Linked DNA regions of Rattus norvegicus: regions 2 and 3 are each linked to region 1. The links are chromatin contacts, called in public Hi-C maps. All regions are on one chromosome and are shown on one strand. Each heading gives the region's core, a stretch centred on a gene start, on an enhancer-like site or on the middle of the called end of the contact. The rest is flanking DNA. Distances are from core to core; before and after follow the strand shown.

The links. A called contact is a pair of places that touch in the nucleus more often than the background predicts.
Region 2: a contact with region 1 is called in a Hi-C map of mammary epithelial cells, with 1.6 times the contacts expected there. The contact joins the enhancer-like site here to the promoter of Adamts9 in region 1. A contact is called at or near these places in 2 of 12 Hi-C or Micro-C datasets (mammary epithelial cells and psoas muscle).
Region 3: a Hi-C map of Schwann cells shows a contact between it and region 1, with 11 times the contacts expected there. The contact joins the enhancer-like site here to the promoter of Adamts9 in region 1. A contact is called at or near these places in 6 of 12 Hi-C or Micro-C datasets (the A7r5 cell line, Schwann cells, frontal cortex and 3 more).

Annotation. Positions count from the first base shown.
Region 1 is chr4:127,017,759-127,022,598 of GRCr8, forward strand. It overlaps Adamts9 (ADAM metallopeptidase with thrombospondin type 1 motif, 9), which reads right to left and starts at 2,118. Exons shown (of 39, transcript NM_001107877.1): 1 at 1,667-2,118; 2 at 680-1,083. The coding sequence starts at 1,781. All of the region lies in intron 1 of LOC102555978 (a long non-coding RNA gene), which reads left to right.
Region 2 is chr4:127,227,166-127,232,005 of GRCr8, forward strand. LOC102555978 (a long non-coding RNA gene) reads left to right here. Exons shown (of 6, transcript XR_005503755.2): 5 at 1-4,840. The region is part of intron 2 of LOC120102344 (a long non-coding RNA gene); the gene reads right to left. Among named protein-coding and RNA genes, the nearest start is that of Adamts9, 210 kb to the left of the region's middle. Within about 2 kb of position 2,401, at least 1 of the 93 cell types and tissues checked has an H3K27ac peak or open chromatin away from gene starts, as enhancers often do.
Region 3 is chr4:126,860,273-126,865,112 of GRCr8, forward strand. Adamts9 (ADAM metallopeptidase with thrombospondin type 1 motif, 9) reads right to left here. Exons shown (of 39, transcript NM_001107877.1): 37 at 2,307-2,493. The coding sequence ends at 2,350. Among named protein-coding and RNA genes, the nearest start is that of Adamts9, 160 kb to the right of the region's middle. Within about 2 kb of position 3,004, at least 6 of the 93 cell types and tissues checked have an H3K27ac peak or open chromatin away from gene starts, as enhancers often do. A contact at or near this core is called in Schwann cells, where this site is marked.

The sequences.
Region 1 (4,840 bases), core at 868-3,367:
AGTGCACCACCCCTCCCCCCACCTTCTAACCCTAAACACCGCCTTAGAGACAGGCTCCGCCCTCACTCCCGGCTCTCAGAGTATTTGGCCCACCCTTCCTTTCCCGGGACAGGATCGGCTTCCCTGTCAATCTGGTTCGGTTTCAAAATTCCTTGACGTGATAAAAAGCTCCGAGAGGAAAGAACGCGGGGACACTCGGTTGTGTAGCAGCGTCCACAACCAGAGAGATGTCCCAGCGCGCCAGTAAGGGTGTCCAGGGATTGTCAGTTTACATCCCTGACTCTGGACGCGCCAATGAGGAGTTGAGTCCGCCCTGCGCTCAGCTGCAGGGCTCCAGAGCAGCCAAGTTTGCTACAAGAAACCACAACCCCAGCAACTTTCTCCGAGTTTGTAAACCTACATGCAAGCTACTCTGCAGAGCTGGGCTGCGTACAGCAAACCCAATTCATCCAATCTAAGACAGCTCCAAACCATACACGACCCTCTCGGGATAGATGTGTACACCCTTCTTGAGTGGAAGAGCACGCACTACACCGGTAGACCCCAGTTCCGAGACCTAAGCCAATGTTGATATTTAACGCCAGAGCATAGACTCGGTAGGTTCAGACTAGGGTGCAATTAAGTCTTAAAGAAGCAGACGAGGAGGCGGGGAGGAGGGAAGGGGCACGCGCCCACTTACCATTCCGGAGCACAGGCTGATGACCGCAGTGTGCTCAGACTTGGTATTGACATGGCCTTTGTAGAAACAGTGCCTAAGTTCCATTTCTTCCTCGGAATACAGTTTGGACTGGTTCACCCCTGGCTCTCCAAGGAGGGTGACAGTGAACAGTGGAGCGATAAATCCGGTATGGGCGGTGAGATTAAATAGAAACTGCTGGCCGAAGGCTTTGAGGCGGTAATGCTCCTGGGAAGAGGTAGAGGAAGACGAGGAGGAGGAGGCGAAGGCAGGCCAGGGGTCAGAGGCAGAGTTAATGCTTCGTCGCCTTCTTTTGAAGTGCACGTTCGTGGGAAAGGGTTCCCCGAGGGGGTTCACTCGGATGGGAGACGCGATCTCATATTCGCTCAGACTCTCTAATAATTTCACTGCAGGGAGAAACAGAGGCAAATGAGCTAATCATTCATTTCCCCCGAAAGTTTTAATTTAAAAAGAAGATGGGGGGCTTTGTCCTAATTTATTTTGCAGCCACTTTAAGTCAATTCTTTCAGGCTCCACCACTGGATAAATATTTGTTGAGCGCCTACTGTAATAGTAACAGCCGAGAACTAGGTGAGGGGCTGAGATTAGAGCATTAGAAGTCAGACAATGAACAAATATTAAAAACAAAATAATTACATATTCTGATAAATATCCTGAATACAATAAAATGTGCGCTCTCTGGTGATCCAAGTTATTAAATAGAGTTGATTTGGGACAGGGGATAAGATGGTAAAAAGTCAGGTAAAAAGAACTGGGGGGTGACCCTAAAATTCTTGCAGTGCTTCCCTCCCTAATAGTTGACTAAGGATGACCCAGAGAAGGGAGAGGTTCCAAAACGGGAGGTAATTCTTTCTAGGAAAAGGAGAGAGGCCTCTACTGCGGGGTGCCCGCCCCAGAGCGTGTTCAAGGAGGTGGAGATGGAGTGTGTGGGGGCGTGGGGGGGGGCTTGAGGGTCCAGAGCCATGTTACCTTGCCTCGGGTGCAGCCTGTCCTTGCGCACGGCCGCCGCGGAGTCGGGGCTCCTCATCTCAACCAGGTCCGGCACCAGGAGCGTTAGCAGTGTGGCCCAGGATACTAACTGCATGGTGCTCCTCACCCCTCCCCCCGCTTCTCCCACCCCCTCCCTCCTGCCCGCTTTGGTGGCTGGCGGCGACGCGAGGCAGCGGCCGTGGAGAGCGCGCGGAACCCCGGCGCCCTGCCGCCAACTTTTTGACTTTAGGAGTCGCTGAGGTCCTGCAGAGAGGGTCCCGTCTGCGCTCCGCTGAGCAACGCTGCCGCCTGCCGTGAGCTGAGGCGCTCGGGCCGCAGGAGGAGGAGAAGGAGGCGGAGGACTAGGGCTCGGCGGCTCCGCCGCATAATGTCCAGCCTGCGGGCAGGAGAAGGCGCGGAACGTGCGCTCCGAGGCGCGCCGGGCGCCCTTTGCTGGCTGAGTTAGCCGAGCCGCTTCTTGAATGGGGGGCCAGGGGGCGGGGGCCCCCGCGGGCGCTCAAATACCCTAGGTGCACGCCTCCAGGAGGAGGAGAGGGGAGGAGAAAGCGGGGCAGGCGTCCCGCCTCCTTGCAGATCCTGTCCCCTCCTCGGCCGGCCGCGGGTGCCAGGACTCACCGCTTTAGGCCCCTCCAGCTGCCGGAGGCGGAGGCCAGAGACGCCGGCAGCGCCGGAGCAATTGGCGGCCGTCCGCGTCACCTCCCCGAGGTGGGGTTTTCAGAGACTGAGGACGGAGAGCAGAGAAAGTTCTCGGTGGCGCTCAGCCACCCACTCCGACTCTCCTTTACGACTTAGGTCTCCCATTTGGAATCTCTCCCTAGCCAGGTCTTGGTGAAGGTCTCTTTGGGCCCCTGTCCCTCTTCTCCGATGGTCTCTCCCTTCTCCACTTTCTACTGCGCTTTCTCCATTTCACCGTTTCTGCCTGTTCTCTTCATTCTGCCCTGGTCTCTTTCCATCACCCCACTTGGCATTCCTTACAAGAGAAAGTAGCCTTGCTCGGTCTAGATCCTACACTTGATCACTAGAAACCAGATTTGTCACCTGAGCTCCACTCTACTTAATTGCCCCAAGTCGAGAGTTTAAAAGTCAGGGATCTAGCTCAGTCCTGTAGTTCCAGTAGTGTTTCAGATCCGTAGTTGCCTGAAAGTTTCGCAACAGTTTAAACCCGGGTCTTCCCGGGACTTCTGTCTCTGTGGCTAGAGCGTCTACAGGTTTCTGTAGGTCTTTTTCCCAAAAAGGTTAAGGTGCTTACTGTGCAGTTAGTGGGGTTTGGGGTCTTGGAAGCCCCCAACTCTTCCCGACATCTGAAGGGAAGGGAGTAGGGAAGGACTGTGAAGCTGTAGGTCCTGGGGAAGGCACTCAAACCCCCAGGGAGTTCGCAGTCACTTCCGCTTGCTTTCAGCGGTTAGAGAGGATGCGAGCATGGAAGTGGCTCCAAACAGATACTTCAAGTAATCTATCATCCCCCTCCGGTTGAAGATGAACATTTGGAATCCAGAACTCTAGAAAAGGAGAAAAGAGCAACAGGGAGAAGGGGGAGGAAGTGAAGAGGGAAAATGGTTAAAACCATGGATTATTCAAAAGCACCTTTCCCCCTTAGCTCTCGGGAAGAGAGGATGCACTAATTCAAAGGGAAAGGAAAAAGGCATTTTCAGTAACTGATATGACTAACAAATTTATAATTGTCCACGTTTCCTAGAACCGGAGTTCTCTGCTGCTTGGCCCGCTACTCAGAGCTGAGAATATTAGTGCTGATAGAGACCAGAAAGCAGTGTGCTGCGAGTGCCACCCATCCTGGAAACAATGATGTGTACAGTTCTGATGATAGCGGAAAAATGACTTGGCTGCCATTTCCTAAAGATGTTGCTGATCCAATTGGCTAGGCAGCACTGCCACAGCGAAAGGGCCAGGCATCCGGTATCCCTGTGCTGGTGTGCACTTGAAACCTCGCTATTCAGGAGGCTGAGACAGGAGGTTGGAGAGATCTAGGCCAGCCTAAACTATACAAGAGACCCTGTCACGATGTAAAATAAAATAGCAAACAAAAGAAGCAGAGAATTTAAAAGGTGTCCTTTCAACCTTGAATCTTCAAAATAACTCATGAAAGTGAATTCCTTCTCGCGTGCCACCTTCCTTTGCATTAGGTGGTAAAGACCACTTTTAATCTGGTGCTTGGGAGTTGCTGGGAGTTGAGCATGGAAATCAGTCCACAGGAACCAACTGCAGTGAGGACTTTATAGCACTACCACAGTAGCTCATAAGCCTAGCGCTTCCGATAGTATCTTCTACCAGACAATTCCTCAATTTTAATTCAAACACCTCCTGATCAAGAGATGCTAACCTCACAGACCTTACCATGTGAGGGGCTGAAGAGATAGCTTTTTGGTAAGAAACACTTGCTGCCCTTACAGAGATCCTGGGTTTGGTTTCCACTACCCATATTTGGATGTTTACAACTGTTTGTAACTTGTTTCAGGAGGTCCCACACTCTCTTCTGGCCACTCCCCTAAATTACACTCTGCACGCATATGCACATATGTGTAATTAAAAATAAAAAAGGTCTTAAAAATTACCACAGAAAGGGACACATTTTCTCCGGTGTACCTTCACACTTTTGCTTTATGTCTCAAACCTTAATACCAGATTCTGCTTGCAGCTGATGGGACAAAGAGAACCAAAGCACCTGCCTTGACCTCCTGAGGTGTTGGGGACCATGGGCTTATGACTTTCTCGCCACCAGGAAAGTGATTATCAGTGAGCAAATGTTTTGGCCAGCCTCAGAAGGCACACCTGTAAAGGAAATCTTAGAGAGCCCTGCTTCAAATCCTGAGAAAAGCAGAAATGAGCTTGCTATTCCAGGCGTTAATCTTAAATAATAATTCCTTCATTGCGGATTGGCCGCGTACCAGACCTTGTGCTAATGTACTACATCTAACTTAATTTTTAAAATAGCCTTACAAGGCAGGTGGTGTTAACTATTTTGCAGATTAAAATACCAAGGTGAAAAAAAAATGAAGTACTTTAACAAAAATACTTGGCTAGTAAGTGAACTGATTCAAATTGCTTCGGAAGTTTATTCTAACGTTGCAATTGTGCGTAAACTGATGCCGTGGTGTTTGTGCCTCACATCCTACCTAGTACTAGGGAGGCAGAGGC
Region 2 (4,840 bases), core at 1,151-3,650, 210 kb after region 1:
GAGTTACCGTGGTCATGGTGTCTCTTCACAGCAATAAAACCCAAAGTAAGGCATTTACAGTTTGTTTTGGTTTCCTTTTTGCTTATTTTGATTTATTATTTTATTTTAATCTTTAGAGTCTGGTTCTCCTTTAGCTCAAGCTACTTTCTAACTCAGTACAAAGCTGAGAGTGACTTCCAACCCCCCCCACCCCCGACTTCAGAATGCTAGGATTCCAGGCATTCGTCATCAGCCTAACTTACTCATTACTTGGAACTGAACTCAGGGTTTTGTGCATGTTAGGCTAGCATTCTACCAACTGAGTTATAGCCCTAGCCCTCGTTTTCCCATTTTCAAAATAAAGGATTGGTAAAAAAAAAAAAAAAGAAAGAAAAAGAAAAACAAATGAATACTTTAGGCTGAGCTCATCCAAAACAATGTATAGCATACCATCTCTAATCCACCAATCACGTCTTCATCAAGTACATCACTACACCTGTAAGAAATGCATAGTTTTGATCAGGGCTCCTGATGTATTTCTAATCTCCACTAGATTGGTAAGAGTTAAGCTGTTGACCTGTGATTGGCACCTCTAGGTGAGTTGTACCATCAGATTGTCAGGAAAGAAGACCCAACCTCTTTAGCTCCTAAAGGATTGGCAGTGGGAGTGAGGGATGAAGCCCCTGTGTGTTCTCCAGGACTAGAAACTATAGACATACTTAGTCCAAAGCAAAACAACATAAAGTCAGTCTGTTACATGGAACCACATGAAAGTCTGATTTTTGTAGGTCAAAATGGTTGACTGGTGGCACCATTATAGGATCCATACTAATGCTTAGCTAGCATGTCAGCTGCCTTTAATGGAAAGGAAGTATCTTTATTTATTACATGCATTAAATGATTGGCATTAATGATTTTTCACCATCTTTTTTGCCATCTGAACCTTAAACAAATTTTAAACTATAAACAAAATGATGAACATTTATTTTGTATGAAGTCCTCAAAAACACAACAATATTTTCTTGTTCGGGTTTTTCAAAGCAAAGTTTGAGCGCTGAGATGTGGCTAACACAGTTTTTAAAATATCGCTTTATTTTACCTTTTTAATTTCCCTGTAGAGTTTACAACCATCCCTGGTGGAGCTGGCCCATGAGAAGCTAAGTATCTGTCTTAATGATCAAAAAAGGGCACAGGGGCAGGAGTGGGAGGAGTGGGCTCTTTCCCTCTTCTATGTCCACCTCAGGGCAATGTATCTGGGCTAGGATTCCAAGGAAAACTACAAACCCAATTTCTATCGTTAGAAAGTGAGTAAAGTAGGTACAGAAGCTGTCTTGATGAGAGAGAGAGAGGCAGGGGGATGGGAGTGTAAAGGAGGAGGAGTGGATGGAAGTGAAAGAAGATAAACTCTGAGAAGTGAAGAGCTGAGCCATCCAAAGGAGGGCACCAGAGAGAAGTCACAAGGAGAGTAAGGGAGAAGGGAGGGCCTAGCTTCCAGGCAAGAGTCACACACAGGTCACTTGGATAGGAGGAGAGTAGATGCTTCTTGTTTTTAAATTATGATTTATTCTTTCTATCCCTCCAGAAGAACTTAGCGCGACTAGGAAAGAAAGGGGCAGGAACATTCCAGAACTGCTTTCAGAGAAAATGTTTAATTTCTACTTTTTATTCTGCCCCCAGTGATACATAACAACTCAGATAAATTTTAATTTGAAAACAAAATGGAAGGAGGGGAGGAAAGCAGAAAGGCAGGCAGGCAGGAAGCAAGGAAGGAAGGGAGGAAGGGAGGCCAGCTAGCCATGTTTTTCTCCCTCACAGCTTCTCCAGTCATTCTGGGGACTCGTGCATCTGTTAATTCTAATCCTTCTGGAAAGGAACACAAACAGGACATTTCCTGGAAATGTTGTTTGACATGTGGATTAGGCAATGTTGACAACTAGAGCAGTCTGTCAGATACTTCCTCAAAACTGGGCCACCTGGAGAAATGCCCCCCACCCCCAGTCATCTCACATCCTGCCCCTGGTCTCACCCCTGTATCTGTGTCTCAGCTCCTGGCATATGTAGACCTGTCACACTTTTTAGTAAAAGGACAACAGAAAGAGAGGACTCCCATGTCACTTCTCAGGCCACTTCCTTCTTTACATGACACTGCAGTAAACAATTCCCAGGACAGTGAGCTTCTGTAATGATTCCAGTAAACAAAAACAATAAATAAGCAAGCAATCCTGTCTCCAGATCTTGTTATCAGGCCCCTTCTCGTAGAACCACTGTCTTCCCTCCAGAAGCAATGTTGAAGGCCAAAGATAAGGATATTACTTGCACACATGCCAGATCACTGGCAGTTTGTGTTTTCAAACCGCCAAAAAAAATGTGAAAAGGAAGTGTGTTGAATTTAGCTTCCTCAGAATTGGATTCAACTGGATGTCAGACTTCAGTGAGGGACTTGTAAAAGCTGCATTCGCCCTGGCATCTGCAGTCAGAGCAGAGAGACAGCTGTGAAAAGCATCGTCCAGCCAAAACGTGATTTCAAAAAGGTCATTTTATCACATGATTTATTTATATTGTTTCTCCATGGTACAAAGTGTTCTGATTCATATGCAGAATCCAGAGAGGGAGGATTTAAAAAAAAACGAAAGAAAAAGAAAAAGAAAAAAAAGAAGCAAAACCTAAGGGCCATGACTCAGGAGCCCTGCAGAGGCCAAGGAAATGGATTTACTGCATTTTGAAGGCTTTTTGAAGCCTTCCACTCAAAGCAGGTTTTTTGGCATCAATCAAATTAAAAAAGGAAGCCATATCATGCTAAGATTGATCTTTTCCCATACCTTCTGAGGCTTCCTCAGTAAGAAACATGATTAGAGGTGGGCCTGCCTCGATGCTAGTCAGCAAGAACAATGGAGATAGTCTTTTTCATTCAGAAGAGAAAACCAAGGGTCAACTTACCAAATTTCTAATGCTTTATCTTCTTTGCATGATGTGCACCAACTCAAAGGGTTTGAGTTTTCTCCCCTGTCTTTTCTTTCCTAAAGAGCCCTTGTCAATCATTCTAAGCAGACCTGGAGGATCTACTGTGGAAGGCTGGGTGTCTTTTTCAAGTAGGAGCGGATGGCAGAGCTTGTTCATAGTCCCTTGCCTCTGTCGTTGCTTCCTAAAAACAGGACTGGGGCTTTTAATACCACGTTTACAATGTTGACAGGTAGAATTTATTGGATAAATATTTCTTTGGCCATATATATTATTTAACCTCTCTCTGATGTGAAGCCCAAGCTAAATGTTCTGAAGTTGTTTTGTTTTTTGTTTGTCTTTCTGCTAAATCCCTATTCCAGGTCATTTTTTCTTAGTTGGCCTTAGAGTTGGAAGTCAGATATTTGAAAATGTCTTCTGAGCATTACCAATACTCAAAGAAAAGAAGAGTCAAAGCTATTGAGAAAGAAAAGAATGTAACATTGCTTGCCATGGTCTCACTCAATCCAAACCAGGGCTAAGCATTTTTTCTTTTATTTGTCATCATCATCACCACCACCACCACCACCACCACCACCACCACCACCACCACCACCACCACCATCATCATCATCACCACCATCATCATCACCACCATCATCATCATCATCATCACCATCTTGCCTTAACAAACATTTCAGCACCACCTTGCTAATTGCAAATTATGGGAAAATGTAGATTCTCTCACAATGTCTTCAGAAGTGGCTCACTCGGAAAGGCATGAAGTACAGATCATATTCTGTGATAATATCTGTGGATATGTTTGACTGATTTGTTTTTTGGTTGCTAAAATCTGACATTTCACAAAAATTTGACTTGAGATTAATTTACGACTTGAAGTTCCTGAATACCAACAGTATTGCCCAGTCAGTTTCCAGGGACTCGGTCATTTCTCTGCAGTGTCCCTTAAGGAAGCATTGTTTAAACTGAGATAGCATTTTTCTCCTAAAGTTGAAAAAATTAAAAGTCAAGTTTCAATACTATGTGAGAGAATTCTACAACATGCTGAGTTTTATGTCCCTTCACAAACATGCCATTCTCGACAGGGCTGGTTTTGGAAGGGCGTGTCTCTGATCATTGGCATGTGACATTAACCTTTCTGGAGAAGCACTGGACTTGGATATTAAAGAGGTATCTCAATTAAGTCCAGTTTGCTTTTCTTTGCCTGGGGCAGAGAAAAAGACTCTTAAGTCATGAGAAGACTCGTTCAGAATTAGGAAGACCATCTGAGTCATTAGAATAGAAATAAGAAGGTAGGACCAGAAAAGTAGAAAAATCACCCGAAACTTCGAATAAGGCAAAGAGAATACCATGAGGCTCTTCAAATTCATGTCAAGTTTTCTAACCTAGACCTCAAACACGTAAAAAACCAACAGTGTAATAGTCTCGTATTTGGACTCCTGTATATTTGCATACTGTGTAAAACAAATGAGAGTGTCAAAACCCAGGGCAGAACCAGGGAGCTTCGAGCTGGCTACTTCATTAGCCAGGCCAGCTTTAATTGAGCTGCTCAATGTCGCTCAGTAACTAAGTCAAGCTGGAGCAAGTCCAAAGCCAATGTCTTCCTTTTATGGATAGTGAGGCTTCTCAGCTACAGTCTGAGCATTCTTTGCCAATTAATTAGAATCCTATTAGCATGGTATCCCACTAACTAATGGATGCATAAAATAATAACACGGTACATATGCCCATCATTTTAAAGTCTAGAAATGAACTCTCACTCGTCTCAACTCCTTAACCTTAAAGACAGAATATTGTCATCTTCATTTTACAAATAATTTCTTTACTCTCTAAAACTCAAAGCTTACACTGGAACTCAAGACTGTTGATTTGAACAATGGGATTAACACACCTAGAGTTTAAT
Region 3 (4,840 bases), core at 1,754-4,253, 160 kb before region 1:
CATTGAGTCCATGGGAAGCTAGCTGTATGTGTGTGGATAGGAGATGATATGTGGAACATAGACCGTATCTCTGCAGGAAACTGACCCTCTCCCCAAGCAACTATCAGCTGCCAATAGCCCCTCCTCTCTCCATGCTGGACTTGGGGTTGGTCTGGTTTTGTGCAGGTCCTGTGCACGGTAGACACTGTGAGTTCACAGGGTGCAACTCCGACACTTTTGCTGCAGGTGTCCACAGCATGCGACTCTCACAATGTTCCCACACCTTCTAGGAGATGATCCCTGAGTCTTGGAGGTAGGAGGTGTTCTTCAGGGAGAGAGAACACCATCTGTATGTTCCCCCAACCATAACAGTTCTGGAAGTCCTCTGGTCTGGCAGGAGTTAGGAAGACTGCAGTCCTAGCTTCTACTTACTTAACACCTTCAGGAGAGAGAGAGAGAGAGAGAGAGAGAGAGAGAGAGAGAGAGAGAGAGAGAGAGAGAGAGAGAGAGAGAGATCCATGCTACTCTCTCAGGCAGACTTATTCTAAGGGTGGAACAGCCTTGCACTACTTGACATGTCCATAAGATGGCACTCGAGTTACTTTTAGCCTCTGGCTGAAATTTCAATAGATTGACACAGTCTAGCAAAATTCTAACATATGTATGTATGTATTTATGTATGTATGTATGCATGCATGTACGTATGTATGAATGAAGCATACATATCTTACAAAGATGATTTCATTCAACCACATCTAAAATAGTTAAACATTTCAAATATTGTCATAGAGACATAATGCACTTGTCAAAACATGAACACAATAAAAAATACTAATTTTATTTCCTATAAAAAAGTCTACAGGATCAGGGGTGGGGTGGGGAGTAGTAGGGGAAGGTATCGTGATGTCAGGGCTCAGGCAAAGATCACAACTGTCTCTATTCCATTTGGTGGGAGGGCAATACTTATGATTAAGTCATAGCAATCACGTTGAATTGAATCAGATTTGGGACCCCTGCTTAGCTTTGTGGCAAGACCAGGACCTGAGATACAGGCAGGATTCCAGAAGTTTAAAAAGGAGTCAGGAAACACATCGTCCTGAGGCGCCCTGCGGGATCTCCCCTGTGCCGGGGGTTCAGGGCAGTGCAGACTGAGTGGCTGCTTCATCCTTTGGCTCCAACCCGAGGCAACACACTTGGAGGGTTGCCAAACTCAGCCAGTGAAAGTCCAAATGCTCATCAAATATGGATTTCAGGTAAACAACATATTAGCATTACGTGTCATTATTTGTAGTACTAGTCATTAGGAGACAGGGTCTAGCTATGTGGGCCAAGTTTGTCTTAAACTGAAGGCTCTCCTATTCTGCTTCCCCAGTGCTGAGGTAATAGCTGTGTCCTGGGAACAGACTGTTTAAAAAGATGTAAATCCCCTACGCAAGCTTAAAGAAATAAAAAAAAAAAACCCAAAAAACCAAAAAAAGTGTCATGGTTGACCTGGCATTCTAACTTGCAGTTCTAACGAGGTAGCTGCACTCATCTGGCCGGGTTATTCTGGACTCAGATCTCCTTTCTTCCCCCTTTCTCTTCTCAGGTCACGGGTGCAGTTCCTGAATAGGTACTGGGAAACATCCCATATCTCCAGGAGGCTGGATGCTGCACTGGCCTGAGAACTCAGTGGAAGGGCTTTAAGGAGGAGTTTCTGCCCCACTGTCCTTTAGGATCACCATGGAGACACAGCCCCAGAGGTTTGGATCCCCTCAGCCTAGTCAGAGGGACCAGAGGGTACAATTAAACAGGTGGCTCCACAGGGTGGGTGATTCTCGGGCTATGCTTGTCAACCACTTGGGGGCTTGTTCAGCTACAGAATTGGACCCAGAAGACCAGGGTCCTAGCTCCTGCCTTCCAAATGCTTTGGGGTTGCTGACATGCTAAGTGTACTGGGTTCAACCTCCACCCCCCAAAAGTGGATTATTGTATTCCTAACTTTCCAGAAAATATCACCCCATAACCTCTTCCTACTGGAACTGCAACTGTTTCTGGGCAGAGCAAACCAAACCAAAACATCAATTTTTTCGAGGTTTGAATAGGCAAGTTGCATTTGATTAGTTAAGATATTTGAGCTGTGTGTATGCTAGAGCCCTGCCCCGACCCCTTTTGATCCAGTAGTCTTTCCAGGCGCTTGGATGGCTTCGAATTTAGTAGGTGGGAAAAGCTTCAACCAGTGAGTCTCTCCTGTTTCACCCACCTCTAAATTCCTTCCCGTATTTGTGTCCTAAATTTTCTCTCTGGCACTTTGGGGAACAAAAGTTTGGTGAATGGGAAAAGCATGCCGGCTCTGCTCCTTCAGTACAGAGCCACCGTCTTCATAAGATGTTAAACAAGAACCATCCCCCAAGCAATACAGAGCCTTACCGGAGACTTCTTGATGTCTGAAACGGCATAATTCCCTTGTGATGTCCATCTGGCAGACTCGGTTAAGGACAGCCCGGTCCCATAAAGGTTGATGCTAAAACGGCCCTGGAACACAAAGCCAACACAAAAGACTTTCAGCCCGTGTGACATACCAACCAAGGCAGAGCTGACACATTCAAAGGGACTTTGGTAAGTAGAAGGGTGTTAATTAATTTTGATGGCCGCTAATCATTGAAGGTATTTTGTTGTTCCATTGTCAGAACCAGGTGTGTTACATTCATGATTTCTAGGTAGGGATTTTGTTTACAGATGGTGAAACCCTGGATCACAGTCGATTAACTCCCTCCTGAACACAGAAAGCTCTCAGGTCGTCTTTACTGACTTCTAAATCCTCTCTCAAAGCTTCCTCCTGCCAGCCTCCGTAGCACAGTAACCCCGATGTTGCTCGCAATTATCGGATTCCTTCACGACCAAAATGCCACAGTGTAATTTTTCTAACAAGATCTAGCTGCCAAAGTTTCCTGGGCTTCCAGTTCCCTGGGGCGAAGAGCAAGCACACTCTGTACCAAGCACCGCTGGGTGTGAGTTCAAAGCAGTGGCGCGTTTCCAAAGGTAGCCAGAAGAGGACGCTCTTGGCCTGCTGAAGATAGCGCACACTCCCAGTCCATCTTCTGAACACCCCCCCACCCAAGCGCCCGCGCGCGCGCCCGCGGGCACACACAGACTTAGTTCCGGAACAGAATTCCCAAAGGCCACAAGGGTGTGTGGTCTGGGCCTTTAATATTGATATTTATCTCTAAGGAGCCAGTGCCGTAGTACTAAACCGGTCTCCCCTCTCTCAAAACCAGATCCAACACTGGCGGTTTCCAAGCTGAGAATGTTCTGTGACCCTGAACATGTTCTCAGGATTACTTTCTCCCAGAACTGAGAACCCACGACTTTGAAAAAAGTTAAAACAAAGAGATAACGGAGAGCTGTTACTCAGAACCAAACCTAGTATGTCAGAGTTAACTCCTTCAGCAATGATTAGATAAGAGAGAGAGAGAGAGAGAGAGAGAGAGAGAGAGAGAGAGAGAGAGAGAGAAAGGAGGAGGAGGAGGAGGAGGAGGAGGAGGAGGAGGAGAGAGAGAGGAGGAGAGGCAAGGGAGGGGGTGACGGAGGGAGGGAGGGAGGGAGGGAGGGGAAGAGGGGAGGGGGGAAGGAGGGGTTAGTTCAGCCCTTTCCAAACTTCAGTTGGTCCATCTTTAAAATGGAAGTTAATGTACATACTTCCCTCATTTACTGTAGTAATGAGAAGTAAATAAAGTTAGAAGTGTAGAAGCTGGCTGTGGTAGGCCCTGCCTATGATATCACTGCTCAGAGGACTGAGGAGGAGGATGGCAGTCAGATCCAGGCCACCTGCATTACCTAGGGAAACCTTGCCTTAAACAAAACTTGGGAGAAATATGAAAGTAAATAAGCTCTCATGTTGTTGATACTTAGTAGAAACACTGGCATCTGTAACAAAAATACAAGTATAACTTCTGTGTTTTCTAAATTTCTAAATGCTCCTGAATTTCCTAACTGTTTCCTAACAAATTCTTGTTTTCTTTGCCCTGGTTTAATGGTAATTACTTAGGGGAGGGGCTCAGTATTACTTGGTCTATGTATATATATTAGCTATTGGTAGTAACATGTCCCTGGAAGTTGACCGTTTTTTCCAGTAAATAGCACATCTTAGGTCTTTGGGTGAAATTTCTAAGAGGAGTGCCTCAGAGTTTCTTCTCCCTGCAAGTTTCATAAATAGGAAATAATGACTTCCAAATCCTTCTGGAGCTAAGGCACTACAAATATGACATGGGAAAGAAGATTTCTGCTTCCAGAGTGACCAATCACTGATACCAGTAGGGGTGATGCATCTTCCGAAGAAATGTGGCAATGTCTACAGACAGTTCGAGACACTCCAGTCAATGGCAGGGATGTATGCAACAGCTGGACACCAAGAACTCCATGGGATTGCTGTAAGTAACAGAAGAGTTCCCCTTTCCCCTCAGAGCTATCCGGCCTGCTTCTCCAGGTCCAAGCTGCTGCACTGAGAAATGTTGGAGCAGGTGCAAAAGGTGGATCCATTCCACAACGGCCTCTCCTGCATCTGTGTCAGGGAGGGTAGACAAGTGGCTCACTTCTCCAGCCTACCCATAAAGTAGGTGAGACCAAACTTTGTTTTCCAAAGGAGGCTATGGGATGGAAGGCCTCCCTATACTGTACCTAGCTTTTTACCTGGCAGAAAAAGAGAGGTATTATTAGATAATTTAAATGACCATACTGTGTAGATGTTAGTGCTCCTTATATAGAGTGGCTTTATAACAAGGTGTTTGCAAGTATGGCTTGCTTGGGACTTCCAAGCCAGGTTCCTCTCAGAGTTTTCTGTTGCTGGCATTTTTCCTTACTATTTTCCCCTATTATCATTTAT